2 separate regions of the Mus musculus genome follow, and region 1 is linked to region 2. A link is a contact called in public Hi-C data. All regions are on one chromosome and are shown on one strand. Each heading gives the region's core, a stretch centred on a gene start, on an enhancer-like site or on the middle of the called end of the contact. The rest is flanking DNA. Distances are from core to core; before and after follow the strand shown.

Region 1 (6,147 bases), core at 1,517-4,016, 310 kb after region 2:
AAAACATCACTGAGGGGAGCCAGGGTGGAAGCAGGGCTTTTTGGACCTCTCTCTGGATCATGAGTAGGTAACTTTAGTACACACTCCAGGAATACATGTTCAAGAAATGATGCTGCTCACTGTTGCCTGAGCCTGCCTACATCAATCAAGACATTCTCTCATAGAAATGTCCACAGACCAATCGGAAACAGGCAATACTCAACTGAGACCCGTTTTTCAGGTAGTTCTAGGACAGGATGACAGTTAATGCTAAGAAAGAAACTAGGTTTTTACATCAAGTCCTGTGTTCAAATCCAGATACATAGATGCAACTATATCAGGTTATAACCAACACGATCTCCATAAGGGGTACATAAAATCACAAGAGTGGTAGTGAAGCTTTTCAAATGTTAGCTGACTCCTTAGCCTTAGCTTGAGGAAAGCAGGGCCTGCTCTAATAAATAAATAGATAAATAAATAATAAATAAATAAACAAATAAAAATCTTTGCTTGTTTGTTTGTTTGTTTTCAAACAGGGTTTCATTGTGCAGCTTTGACTGTCCTAGAGCTCACTATGTAGACCAAGCCACTTATCTACACTTGTGAGCCTGCCAGTATGTAGGGCACCGCAGCCTTGGGTCTGTTCCCCCCTTTTTCAGTGTTATGTCATCTTGGGGATCATTTTCATATCCTGGGACAGGACTGGTCTACAATACCTTGCCAGGGTCCCTTGAATTAATCACCTCAGTTCTCTGGCCAACAGATTACTCTATTGATAAATAGAAGTTTTGCATAATTGGTTTATTGTTCTTTGAGAATTTGCCTATAATTTTCTAGGAGCTTGGTAAGAAATATGTTTTTAATCACTAAAAATAATGAATTAATTTATCTTTAATGTAGAAGAAAAACATAAAATTTAAATATCTGATTCTGTCTTCTCCACCCAATTTGGCCATCTATTGTTGATCTGTGAAACAAATGAAATTGAACTATGTGGTTTTTTGGGGGGCTGCCCAGAGATTGAATCTGAAAAAAAAATAGCCTTAGGTTCATCTAGAAAAGAAGTCAAGCTCTACAGTGTTAGGGAAGGAAAGTGAAGGCTAAGACTGTGAACACCTGCAGAGAAGACTGCAGCAAGGTGAAAAGTAGGCCCACTCTCTCCTATCTAAGAGGAGAGGAATCTGAGGTCTTTAACACTCACTGCCATGAGCTTTAGACAAAGGAACACCCCTAGGAGATGCTGTCTTTCTGACACATTCCAGAACCTGTGTGTCAGGACAGGCTTCTACAACCAGGCAAAGATACACAAACGGTATCCATGGAAACAGAAAATGCTAAGGAGATATGATCTGTGACTTAAAGAATCTGCTTTGGACTTCTTTTTTATAAACTTTTGTACACCAGAAACTCTTACTCTGTAGTTCAGGCTGGCCTGAGTTGTTCGGTGCTTTCCTTTGAATTAAAACATTCCCAGTGAGTTGAAATGTTTCTTCATGAGTTACAGGAGATGAAGTGAAAGTCACATTGCTAGAACATACATTTGAAAGATTCTTGAGAGCCCCCCCCCCAGTAGTATCAAAAGGGATAAACATCTGTAAAGGGATGGATGAGGGGAAGAGGGGATTCGAACTGCCAAACTGCAATGCGAAGAGATATCCAGAGTGGAGCAGCCAATAAGCTGTGCAGAAAGCTTCAGAGCTGTATCTTTAGTGGGTCTTCACACACCGTGGGGTGGGCTTCTCAGTGATGTAGCTGCTTTTGAGTAAGTACCTGTAAGTAATCCCTCTCCCATACTCCTGTTAGTAATACAATAAAAACCCATTAGTTCACAAAATTGAATTTGTCACAGCCATTCCTTTGGTGTGTTACGTGTTCCCTTTCCTGGGTAAATAGCCTTGTGTGGTGTGTCTTCTTAGGAAAGGTCTGTCACACAGCAGCCTATAACTTGAAATCATCCAGCCCCAGCCTCCAGAGTGCGGCCCTTATACTACCATGTCAGACAGGTTCACACATGTGATTTGTTGTTGTTGTTGTTTTGCTAACTGTTCATATTCTTTAATGGGCTATAAAACAAGTTGTCAGACAGATTTTATTTAGAATGGGGGTGATAGCTCAGCAAATAAGAGTATATTCTGCTTTTACAGAGGATCTGATTCTCTCAGCACCCACATCTGGTAGCTACAGCTCAGACAGCCTCCTCTGCCTTCTGACGACAGAATCTGCACAGAGGCATACACAAATGGACACATTAAAAATACATAAATCAGTTTTTGAAAATGAGGATCTTGTCATTTCTAGGGCTGGGAGCATGTACATGGTTCAGTATTCTCTTTTTCCTGTGGCTCTGACTACCAGCCCAGAGAACCTCTCACAGACAAAAGGGCCTCTGGTAAAACAGGATAGGTACGGGTTATTTAGAGCTTTGAGGAACTTTGCAGTTGTAGTACTATGACTGCCATTTTTGCATTTAGCTGCTTTCTGCCTTCTGCCTTCTGCTGGGGCCTTTCCTTTTTAAAGCAAATATTTTAAAACTCATTAAAAAAACATTTGAATTTCAGCAATGATAAGAGAAGGGGGAAAGACTCATGGGGTTGGTGGGGGAAGCACAACAAAATGTTACCCAACAGTGCATTGGATGGCTATTTAAAGCCCGCAGTGGCCATCAAGAGTAGGGTAGCCATAGCAACAAACCAGAATATTATCCCTGAGTGTGAGGACCTGCTGGAGGAGGACAGACAGTGCTGAGGACAGGGGTCTCCAGCAAGTAGGCTTTCCCAGCAGAGCTCTGCCTCACAGACTGGAAAGGAGCAGCTCTAGCTGAAGCTGCGAGTCTCCTCAATGAACACAGAGTATATCTATAGCTTTGGCAACCTCCTTGGAGAACTGAAGGTTGGCTTCCTTAGAGATAACCTAAAATGGAGCGTATTTTTTAAAAATATCTTTGATCGATTTCACATTTCGAGGCACTAGAAAACAAAAAAACAAAAAGCAGACAGCAGACCACATGGAAGCTGTGGGTGGGAGCTGTGATTGTTCCTTTCCAAGCAATTCCTTCGGCTGCTATGCATTAGGCCTCTGATCCTGTGGTATTCACATGAAGTGATGGAAGATGCATGGAGCCAGTTTGGTGCCTGCCTCGCCCCTTCTGTCCGGCTGGTGGACCAGATGCACTGGGGGTGGAGGCTCGTACCTTCCAGCTGCTCTTTGTAGAGATGTGCCTCTCCAGGAAATGCTTATGATGTCCTACTGTGATTCAATGACTGGGGCATAAAAACTTGGCCTCTTGCCTCAATTCCAGGACATAACCGGGTGGCCAACAAACTTTCATGTGATATTAGCCTCAACTCAGATTATAAAAAAATGTTTTCTCCAGTTCTATTTTATCTCCCCCATTTCCATAAAGACTCCTTTAAGTGTTCTCAATCAGCAAAAATGCCTATAGGATGATCACACTTTGAAGATTGGCTCCACGGTAATCCGATCTCAAACTGACATCTTGGGCTTTATCCTGGGAACAAGACTGAGCCAACCTGGCTTCCATCTGTGGTCTATTACCCAGGAACTAGTGGCTTGTGCTCTCAGGGAAATGTTTCACAATGGTAGAGTTGCTGGCTTATGAGTGCATAGGATTTTTTAACCTCTGAACATATACCTTTACTCAGCTAATGGACCCACTCCTATTTCATTTCCCTATGTAGGTCACACCATTAATACATTAAACCAACAATTTTTCCCATCAAAGATTACTTTCTATGTAACCTGATCAAAGCCATAGGGAGAATGAAGATAATGTCTCTTGTAATTTTATGGGATCCACCCAAGTCTATTGATATCTGTTCCAAGTCACTGCAAGTCATTTGCAAAAGATTACTGGTGACAGAGATCTCCTTGATACTACGATCTGAACCATCTCATCTGTTGGACTAAATTACCCGTCAGGCAGAGATCAACTCAGCTATCCTTCAAGAGCTCTCTTTACCAATCACCATGTGCTCTGATTTGGGAATGAATGGAAATAGACTAAAGACTAAAGAATTTCTGTTTGAGAGAGAGAGCGGTTTAGGCATCATCATAAGCCTTTTAAGATTATGTCTCTAAAGAAGGAGTATTTTGTTTGTTTTTTTTTTTTTTCACTTTGGGGTACTTCCTTTAAAGCTCTGAGGCTTCATGCTGTATATAGAGAGGTCCTGCTTAGTTCCTTTTCTGGTCTTGGGCGCCTGTATTCTATGTCCTTACCTGATAGGGCCATCTTAACCAGAGGTAAAAGTTGATAAGAGGTTATCCCTTTGTCTCCTAACTTCTCAGAGGCAGTCATGGACAACTAATGATGTTGGAATTACAAAGCCTACACACTGGCCTCTAGCTGAAACCATACTGTGGAGAAATTCATTGTGTAGCTGAGGAGTCTGAACGGAGCCAGATTCCAGCTGAGACCACACTGCTGATCAACTCGTTTCCAGCTCTCTCTGGCTTCCCTCACTCCCTTGCCAGTTTGTCCTGGCACCACTCCTTCAATGAATCCTTTCAAAGGAGCTTACTTGTGAGGCTTTATACCTAAGAGCCATCATCCTGCTGGCATCTGAGGAAGTGGAAGGCCACAAAGAGAAGGTAAGGCTGGGAAATGACCACCGTTGCTAATTTGTTCCACAGTAGGCAACTGAAGGTTCTTGGTGTAGGAAGAATTGAATTTCATTCCGTTCTCCAGTCCCCCAAATATGTCTTCAATATGTGGGAACAAAAAGAAAGGCTACTAGTGCTTTCTTTTGCAAGAATTTGGAGAATTGGTTTCATTCCCAGCTGTATGCTTAGAGTATGAGACAGGGAGTCCTCAAGTATTTGTTGAATGTAGTCGGACAAAACATCATTGGTAGACTTTTCTATTCCTGAGCACACTTGGGATACAATAAAGATATTAAAATGGCAGGCTTAAGGGACAAAAAAGGAGATTAACCTACTTTTAGCTTTATTAACTTTGCTTCTGCAATCTTTCCAGTGAAGTGGGGCAAGTCTTATTAAATGCTAATTATCTTCCCTATTCTTTTGCATTCTGCTTGTTTCGTTCTTGAGAGTGTGTTTCTCACAAAGAAGTTAACTTATTCAACTCAAATATGTATCATACATAAGTTCAAAACTATAATTTCTAAGTACTTCACCTTACTGAATTCTAAATGCCATACAAAAAACTGATTTTGACATGTATTCAGATCAGCTGAGTTGCAGTTTATTGAAAGGACAGTGTAGCACTAATTCACCTAAGAAGTCCAGCAGTCTCTGAGTGATGTGACAGACTAGAATTATCAGAATTAATAGAATTACGTGGCAGGGTAGAATTATCAGGATCTTTGGATTTTAGATAAGGTTTTGTTTGGCAACAGTTTTTGTTAATATCTTTCTTTATTAGTAATAAAGTTTACATATTGTTTGACAGATGAGAATTGAATGAAAGTGAATTTGGAAGGGTAGTGCCAGGATTTTGTGCACAGATGTGTGCCTTCTGATTTCCTCTGAACTGCCTTAGTTAGCTGTTAAGGTTGGAACTTAGAGCAAGTTCAACATTTGAATGCCAAAGAACTCAGTGACACCCTAATTCCATTTGTGTTTTCTTTAAACCATATCTTTTGTGTGTTTTAAGGGTGTGATAAGTAATGGTTAGCACATTCACACTGATGTGCACAGAGCTCTAGAGCTACTATTGCTTTATGAATGTACCACCCTGTCCCACACCCCTGCAGCTACATTAGTTTACAGCCTCACCCAATACTACAAACACTTCTGTACTTTGCCACATCTGTGTGATTTTCCTTATATCTATCCTAATGAGCACGAGGTGATAACTCACTTTGGTTGTGATTTGCATTTTTTGACTGTTAGTGTTATTGAGAATATATGTGAGTGTATATGTATATAATATATATATATGTATATACATACATATATTGACTATATGTATGTGTTTGCAGAAAAATAACTATTCAAGTCCTTTACACACTTTTAATTGGGTTGTCTAATTTGGGGGGTAGATGGGTAGAAATATTTGTTCATACATTCTAGTTTTATCCCTTATCAAATATATAATCTGAAAATATTTTCTTCCATTCTGTAAGCTTCTCCCCCCACTGTGTTGCTTGTGTTTTTTGAAACTCATTTTTTTTACATTTGTTATATAGT
Region 2 (6,626 bases), core at 2,183-4,682:
GCTTGACTGTATCAAGAGCAACATCAAAACATAAAGAATAAAATAGAAAAAAATCAGCTTGAACTTTATATTTTCAACTCTTATATGTATGCTCTGCTCTAAGTCAGAATATAAAATATGATTCTAACTGGATTAAGCATCGTTGGTTGGAGAAACGCTTTTCCAAACAAACCTCACTGTTCAGCTGAGAAAACTGGGTCCCTTAGAGACTGATTGGATTTCAGAGCCCCCTTCCCGTGCTCTGGCAGTTAAGTGGCTTAGCCAAAATGGAACAGTTTCTTGGTTGCTGCTGATGCCAGTGTGCACAGCTAGCTTTCTGAGACAGAATTAGGGAGTTGATTATTTAAGGGTTGGCTGTTTCATCTGCTTGGTATTTTTGAAACCTGCTGTTTACATCTGAGGATCTGGACTAGATCTCTTCCAGACAACCTTACACTATAGACTCTGACTTGCCTGGCCGCTCACCTGGATCTTAGAATGGTGCCATTACTCAGAACAGAAGAATTTTAGAACAAGATAGGAGAGGTTAAATTCTTGGTTCAAACTAGAATAAATTATCTTGAGTTGTTTGGGCATCTGTTTGAAGATACTATGTTGGCAGGCCTAGAACCCGGATCTTTGGGGAAGTCTTTCTCAAACTCAGTGCTGTGCACACTGTGGAAAACTTGTGAAAATGCAGTTGTGATCCCGAATCTTATGATTCCAAATTCCCTGAAGGCTCCTGGGACATGCTGCTTTTGGCCCTGGGACTGCAGGTTTAGCAGCAGTGTGTGGCATGTCTTCAGAGGAGGAGAGGCAGCTCTGAGTGTGTGTGTGTGTGTGTGTGTGTGTGTGTGTGTGTGTGTGTGTGTATCTTTTAACAGCCACCTAACCAGCCAAGAGTGGCCTTCTACAGCAAGCACTGTTCTAGGGCGTCCATAGAACTCAGTTCTCCTTCTCTTACTTTTCATTTTTCAAGCTTTTCTACAAAGCTTGTTCTTTCCAAATACCTGGGTTCTTTAGGCTCAAAAGAGGGTTTTCTAAAGCCTTATGTAATTTCCTTTCTCAAACTACTACATGCACTTTCCCTCTTCTCCTTAGTGATGCAGAAGCTGTAGTTTTGGAGGCTTTTTGTGGTGTTAGCCATAGCCTTATGTAAGATAAGTAAAGACAAATCCTTACATGTTGTTCTTTTGCTTCTTCTGTTTAGTCTTCTTCTGTTGCCAGTTAATAATGATGGCCTCAAAACAGCTGGTTTCCTCTTCCATTCTAATTGATTAGTTCTGACCTGAGAAGCCAGATACGGGGTCTGTTAGAAATATGTTTGGGATTTATGCTCAGAAGTGCCTCTTATCAGAAGGGCTTTGCAGACAGGTATGATTGAGAACTTGAGCAGCCAGTAGAGAGGCCGTCTGTTCCTGGTAGGCAGCTTACTCAGGGGCTACTGGTTTTCTTAGTGCCTTTTCCTCGGTGTTCTGTGCGGGTGAGTGAGAGTCTGTCTGTCTGTCTGTCTGCCTGCCTGCCTGTCTCTCTATGAGAGTGTGTGTGTATGTTGGGCATAGGTGTTTGTGTGTTATGTGTATGATATGTGGGATGTTTGTATGTGGTGTGATATGTGAGTGTAGTGGGTGTGGATGTTTGTATCTGTATGTTTGTGTGGTGTGTGATGTATATATGTAATGTATATAGACGTGCACGAGTTTGTGTGTGTGTGTGGTGGGAGGCAGAGGTTGACCTTCCACTGCTCTCTGTTATTTTTTGAGACAAAGTCTATTCATTTATCTGTAGCTCACCAATGAGCTAAGGCTAACTGGCTACCAAGGCCTTACTAATAACCCTTACCTACTGCTAGAGTTAGGGTTATAGGTACAGGCTGCTGGGCTGGGCTTCGCCTTCCTTCCTTCCTTCCTTCCTTCCTTCCTTCCTTCCTTCCTTCCTTCCTTCCTGTGCTGGGGATCCAAACACTGGTTTCCATTCTTGTATTACAAGTTCTTTACTCACTCCCTGGCCTTCTAGATGCTTTCCAACAGGTTATCATATAACAGGTTATCATATCTCTAACATTATCCTCAAAGTACAGCTGAAGGTGATTTGCAAGGGTATTGATGTGCAGTGTCTTAGCCCTGCAGTCTAGAATACAATAATTGTCATAAATAAGCAGCAACTTGGTTCCATCAACAATGGGGATAGGTAACCTTGCCTGTGTCTCATACTCTGTGCTCGCAGAGGCTTTCAAATGGCTTTAAATAATGACAATACAAAGGAACGCCTTTGGAATGATTTAGGACTAAGATGCTAGGGGATTTAAAAATTTATTCTGGTATGCAATACTGTTAGTTATAGTAACAGTGTTCTCATTTGCTGAGGAGTCTCCATGCAGGCGAATGTTACATAGCACACAGGGCTAGGACTCTGAAGGATCAGGGACCAGAGGCAGCAGATAGCCTCTCTACTTTGAACAAACCCGAGTAATCCCATAGATGGGGCGGGAGTCACTCTAGTCATTAGTCTGCCTTTACAAACTATGAAGCTCCAGTAGATGCTGTTTTACTGGCAGCTGCCGGGGAAGCCTTATTCTCATCTAAAGCAAAGAGATCTTTTGCCTTTTAACTAGTTAATAGGAGACTTTGATCATTTTAAATAGCCCTTCTACTGGTGCTGTGCTAGAGCTTACGGATTCTTTAAAATTTGTATGACAAGATTAAATGTAGCCTTAAGAGTTGAGTTGGATTTTGAGATCCTGAGCAGTGCCCTATCTGACTTATCTGCAGTGAATCACAGGGTTTAAGCACTAATTATCAGAGTTGTCTCATTTGAATGAATGCTATTGTCATATCTACAGTCTGCCTTATGCTTGAGTACAGCTAAGTGTGCTGGTGGAAGCTCATCGTAATTAACTGTGTTTTGTGACCTGGGACACAGGTCCAAAATCAGTGCCGAGCTAGAAAACATTGGAAGCAAGCTAAATGCAGAGCCTTAGCAAAACATCCAGAGACTAAAAAAAGACCCCTCCCCTCCCCTGCCGTGGCTGGGCTTAAATGTGTTTGGTTTAATTTCAGTACGTTGGTTCCCTTTGGCTTTATAGTCTAGGAGATCCTGTTCAAAATACTTGCAAGTAAATGCTGCTAGGAGGAAGATTGTTGCCAGGAAGAGAGATTAGACATATGTGTTCCCATTCTTTGTTAATGGCTTTTGCTTGTTTTGGTTGAAATGAAAATGTTCCTGTACTAAAGAGAAATAAACCCCTCCCTTCCTGTTTGCAAATGTCTTTCATTTGCTGTTTATCTTAATTAAATATACAGTAGAAAAGAGAATGTAACTGCTGCTCCTTTAATATCAGAGCTGTGCATGCTACAATAGGTGTCACTGTTTGGCTTCATCCAATCCTGATTGGTGGCTTCAGCTATTGGCTCGGAGCTCTGGCTGTCTGACTCCGTCTGCAGGGCTGTAATACCTACTCTCCTCTCCCGATCCATTCACCACACAACTTCACCGGCCGGCCGCGGCCGTACTGACTCGCTGGGCTCGCCACATCTTGCTAACCTAATTCAGAAAGCAAGCGCCTCAGCTCTCTCTCTGCCTGCCTCCTTTGCTCAGCTTTGCAGGTGATCCAGAGAACGGCTGGTTTTATGCGCAAGTAAGAAAACCAGGAATCATGATGGGAATGTATTTAACAGATCCGGTCCTGGATAAAACTTAAAGCCAGTTTCTCTTCAACATAGTGAAAAGGTCACCTTGCCTGGCTGGGAAAAGCAGGAAGAAAGCAGCCTGCCGGTCTCTGTTAACATCTTAGCTCCGGCTAGCCTCTTTGCCTTGATGTTTGAGCAGTTTTGCGAGATCTAGCTCTAAAGAGAGACATCCTGTACTCATGGTAGATGATAAAGAAAAGAACATGAAATGTCTCACCTTCTTCTTGATGCTTCCAGAGACAGTAAAGAACAGGTCCAAAAAAGGTTCAAAGAAAGCCAACAGCAGCGGTGGCGGCGGCGGCGGCGGCAGCGTTGGCAGTGGGAGCAGCAAGTTGCCCCCAGTTTGTTATGAAATAATTACCTTGAAGACTAAAAAGAAGAAGAAGATGGCTGCTGATATATTCCCCCGTAAGAAGCCAGCCAACTCCAGCAGCACCACTGTCCAGCAGCAACACCAGCACAACCTCTGTAACAACAACCTCATCCCGGCCCCCAACTGGCAGGGTCTTTATCCCACCATCCGAGAAAGGTAAGCGCCCTTGCTGGCAGGCTAGCGTGTTTACTCTCAAAGTTTGCCGGTGGTGAAGTCTCTGCTTTTTCATGACTGTAATGCAGTTTACCACGAATCCCTGCTCCTCTTCCCCAGAGGCTCTACTGGTAATGGAAAGCTGCCTTGTATCTTTTCCAAAGCAGTACAGCTGTTTTCCTCTTAGATAAAAATATTTTTGCAAGCTGTAACATTTAAGCAGCAGCTTTGTGTCTGTGGAGCACAGAGACAGGAAACCCTTCATTTGTCCTAAGCCCTGTAAAAGTTTAGTTAACTTTTAAAACTTGAGTTCCTTGCCATGTGTCTGCAGTGGTTTCAGGCAGTGGTGTGGCTGGACCCTTTGTATGCTCTTTAGCTGGGAGTGGAACGCTGAGCTGTTGTTGCTTAGCTTAACTCTGAAGTTTTGCATGTTGGGGAAAGGGCTGCTAAGAATACAGGCTGTTGTGAATTAATGACTCGCCTCTTGTTTGTAGAAATGCGGTGATGTTCAATAATGACTTGATGGCAGACGTACATTTTGTGGTTGGGCCACCAGGTGGGACTCAGCGGTTGCCAGGACACAAAGTAAGCAACAGCTGCATTACCGGTTTAGTCCTGAGATTTACATAGAGGGACCCTGTCAGCACAGAGCTTGGTGTGGGCAGGCAGCCCGCCGGCAGCCACTGCATGGTTCGCCCAGTTACAGAGAATATAGACCTTTGGCCACACTTCATTTTGTCTTTGTTTCCTTCTACACGGTTGTATATATCACCCAGAAATGTGCGCTTCTCACTCTCCAGGGCTAGGAAATGTTGTAACTGGCTTGGAAAGTCCTCTGTTTACTGTACCTATAGAAATCCGATAAAGAGCCCATGGTTTGATTTATTTCCCAGTGGGGTGGGGGTGTATATTAATGTCAAAGCTTTGAGATATTGATGGAGAGCCCACTTTGTGTGACAGTCTCATGCTCCCTGTCCAGTGCACCATAGCCTGGCTGTTTACGACGGTGGGCTATGTACCTTACGTGCCCCCGGCCCTCAGTGGCTAGTGGTTTTGGGGATTGACTCTGCAAATGCTTTCAGTGTAGTGTGTGAAGGGAGCTCTCCCTTTCTCCACAGTACGTCCTCGCTGTCGGGAGCTCAGTGTTCCATGCAATGTTTTACGGAGAACTCGCTGAGGACAAAGATGAAATCCGAATCCCAGACGTCGAACCTGCTGCCTTCCTCGCCATGCTGAAGTAAGCATGATGTGTGTGTTTGGAAAGAGTTTCTTGTGCTGTGTTCCTGCTCTGCTGGCCTCTCAGTCAGATCTGAGTTTCCTGTAAGCGAGAGATTCTAAAGAGAGGGGGTGCTGCTTGCCTTGTAAATGGTCTTAGAACCGCTCTTCTGTGCTCGGGGAAGTCCTATGGAATGTCGCAGGCAGTTAGAGCCATTCCTTAGCCTAGAGCCTAGGGGCAAAGAGCTCACGTGGTGAGCTGCTTTTAGGGACATTTTAAAAGAAAAATAGCTTTCTGGAATAAACACTGTTTAATAGGGATGTTCTCCTTCTGAAAGCAGGACACTTTAAGGAGGCTTCAGAGAAATAGACCTTTACTTCACAATGAGAGCAGTGATGTACCTTGTTTAGCTAGCAACACTAGGACGACACATGCCTTCTGTGTTGTCTAATGCCACCAGAAGTGGAACTTAGTATCTCATCTTTGACTACATATATTTTACCCACAAAATTGGACATGCAAATTTTTGATGAAGAGATTTTTGAAGGGATTGTTTCCTATAGTTGTCTGTAGATTAATACAAGCAATTTTAAATTAGTAATATAAAAACGTAAAAAAGATTGGGGTAGTCACATATTTACTTAAAATTTTTCATATCTTATAGATACTTTACAGACTCTACTGCATGTTAATCGGGTCCTGGGAATCATCTTTACCAGGGTCTAATGCTAAACAGTGAGATTAAGCCTAGTTATTATAAGTTGTATTTATAAGGTTTTTCTTAACTGTTCAAGGCTATATTTTGATCTGGGAATTTCATTTCATCGGAATAAATTTAAAAAACAATGTTTTTGAAGAAAAATTGCCAAGTGGGTCAAAAAGTTTGACAATATTCTTACAATTTTTAAAACAATCATTATTTTTTATTTACTGCTTACTGAAAAATAAGTTCTAGTCCGTTTCAGAGTTTTTAAGTATGTAATTCCCTGGTCCTGTAATGACATTGAAGCCTAATTGAACTAGACCGTTCCCAGTGGGGAGCGGGAGCAGGGAGGTTAAAGGCAGTGAGCGTGTGAGTGACCATAACAGTAACTGCTTCGTCACTTCTTAACCTTCAGCATCAGTCCATTAGAGACACCACCGAGAAACCTCTCTACCTGCTTGGATCCATGCCCTTCCTCACTGCCTGTGAAGTCCGCTCTGCGTGTGACAGTGC

Evidence for each region. Hi-C and Micro-C count contacts between places; a contact is called where the count stands out from the background.
Region 1: a Hi-C map of cerebellum shows a contact between it and region 2, with 3 times the contacts expected there. The contact joins the enhancer-like site here to the promoter of Btbd3 in region 2. A contact is called at or near these places in 1 of 39 promoter capture datasets (hippocampal neurons) and 5 of 484 Hi-C or Micro-C datasets (cerebellar granule neurons, cerebellum and cerebral cortex).

What each region holds. Positions count from the first base shown.
Region 1 is chr2:138,584,850-138,590,996 of GRCm38.p6, forward strand. It overlaps Gm14061 (a long non-coding RNA gene), which reads left to right. Exons shown (of 6, transcript XR_866782.2): 3 at 4,285-4,587. Among named protein-coding and RNA genes, the nearest start is that of Gm14061, 6.8 kb to the left of the region's middle. Within about 2 kb of position 2,767, at least 13 of the 459 cell types and tissues checked have an H3K27ac peak or open chromatin away from gene starts, as enhancers often do. A contact at or near this core is called in cerebellar granule neurons, cerebellum and hippocampal neurons, where this site is marked.
Region 2 is chr2:138,275,061-138,281,686 of GRCm38.p6, forward strand. It overlaps Btbd3 (BTB (POZ) domain containing 3), which reads left to right and starts at 3,433. Exons shown (of 4, transcript NM_145534.2): 1 at 3,433-4,197; 2 at 4,689-4,779; 3 at 5,313-5,431. The coding sequence starts at 3,848.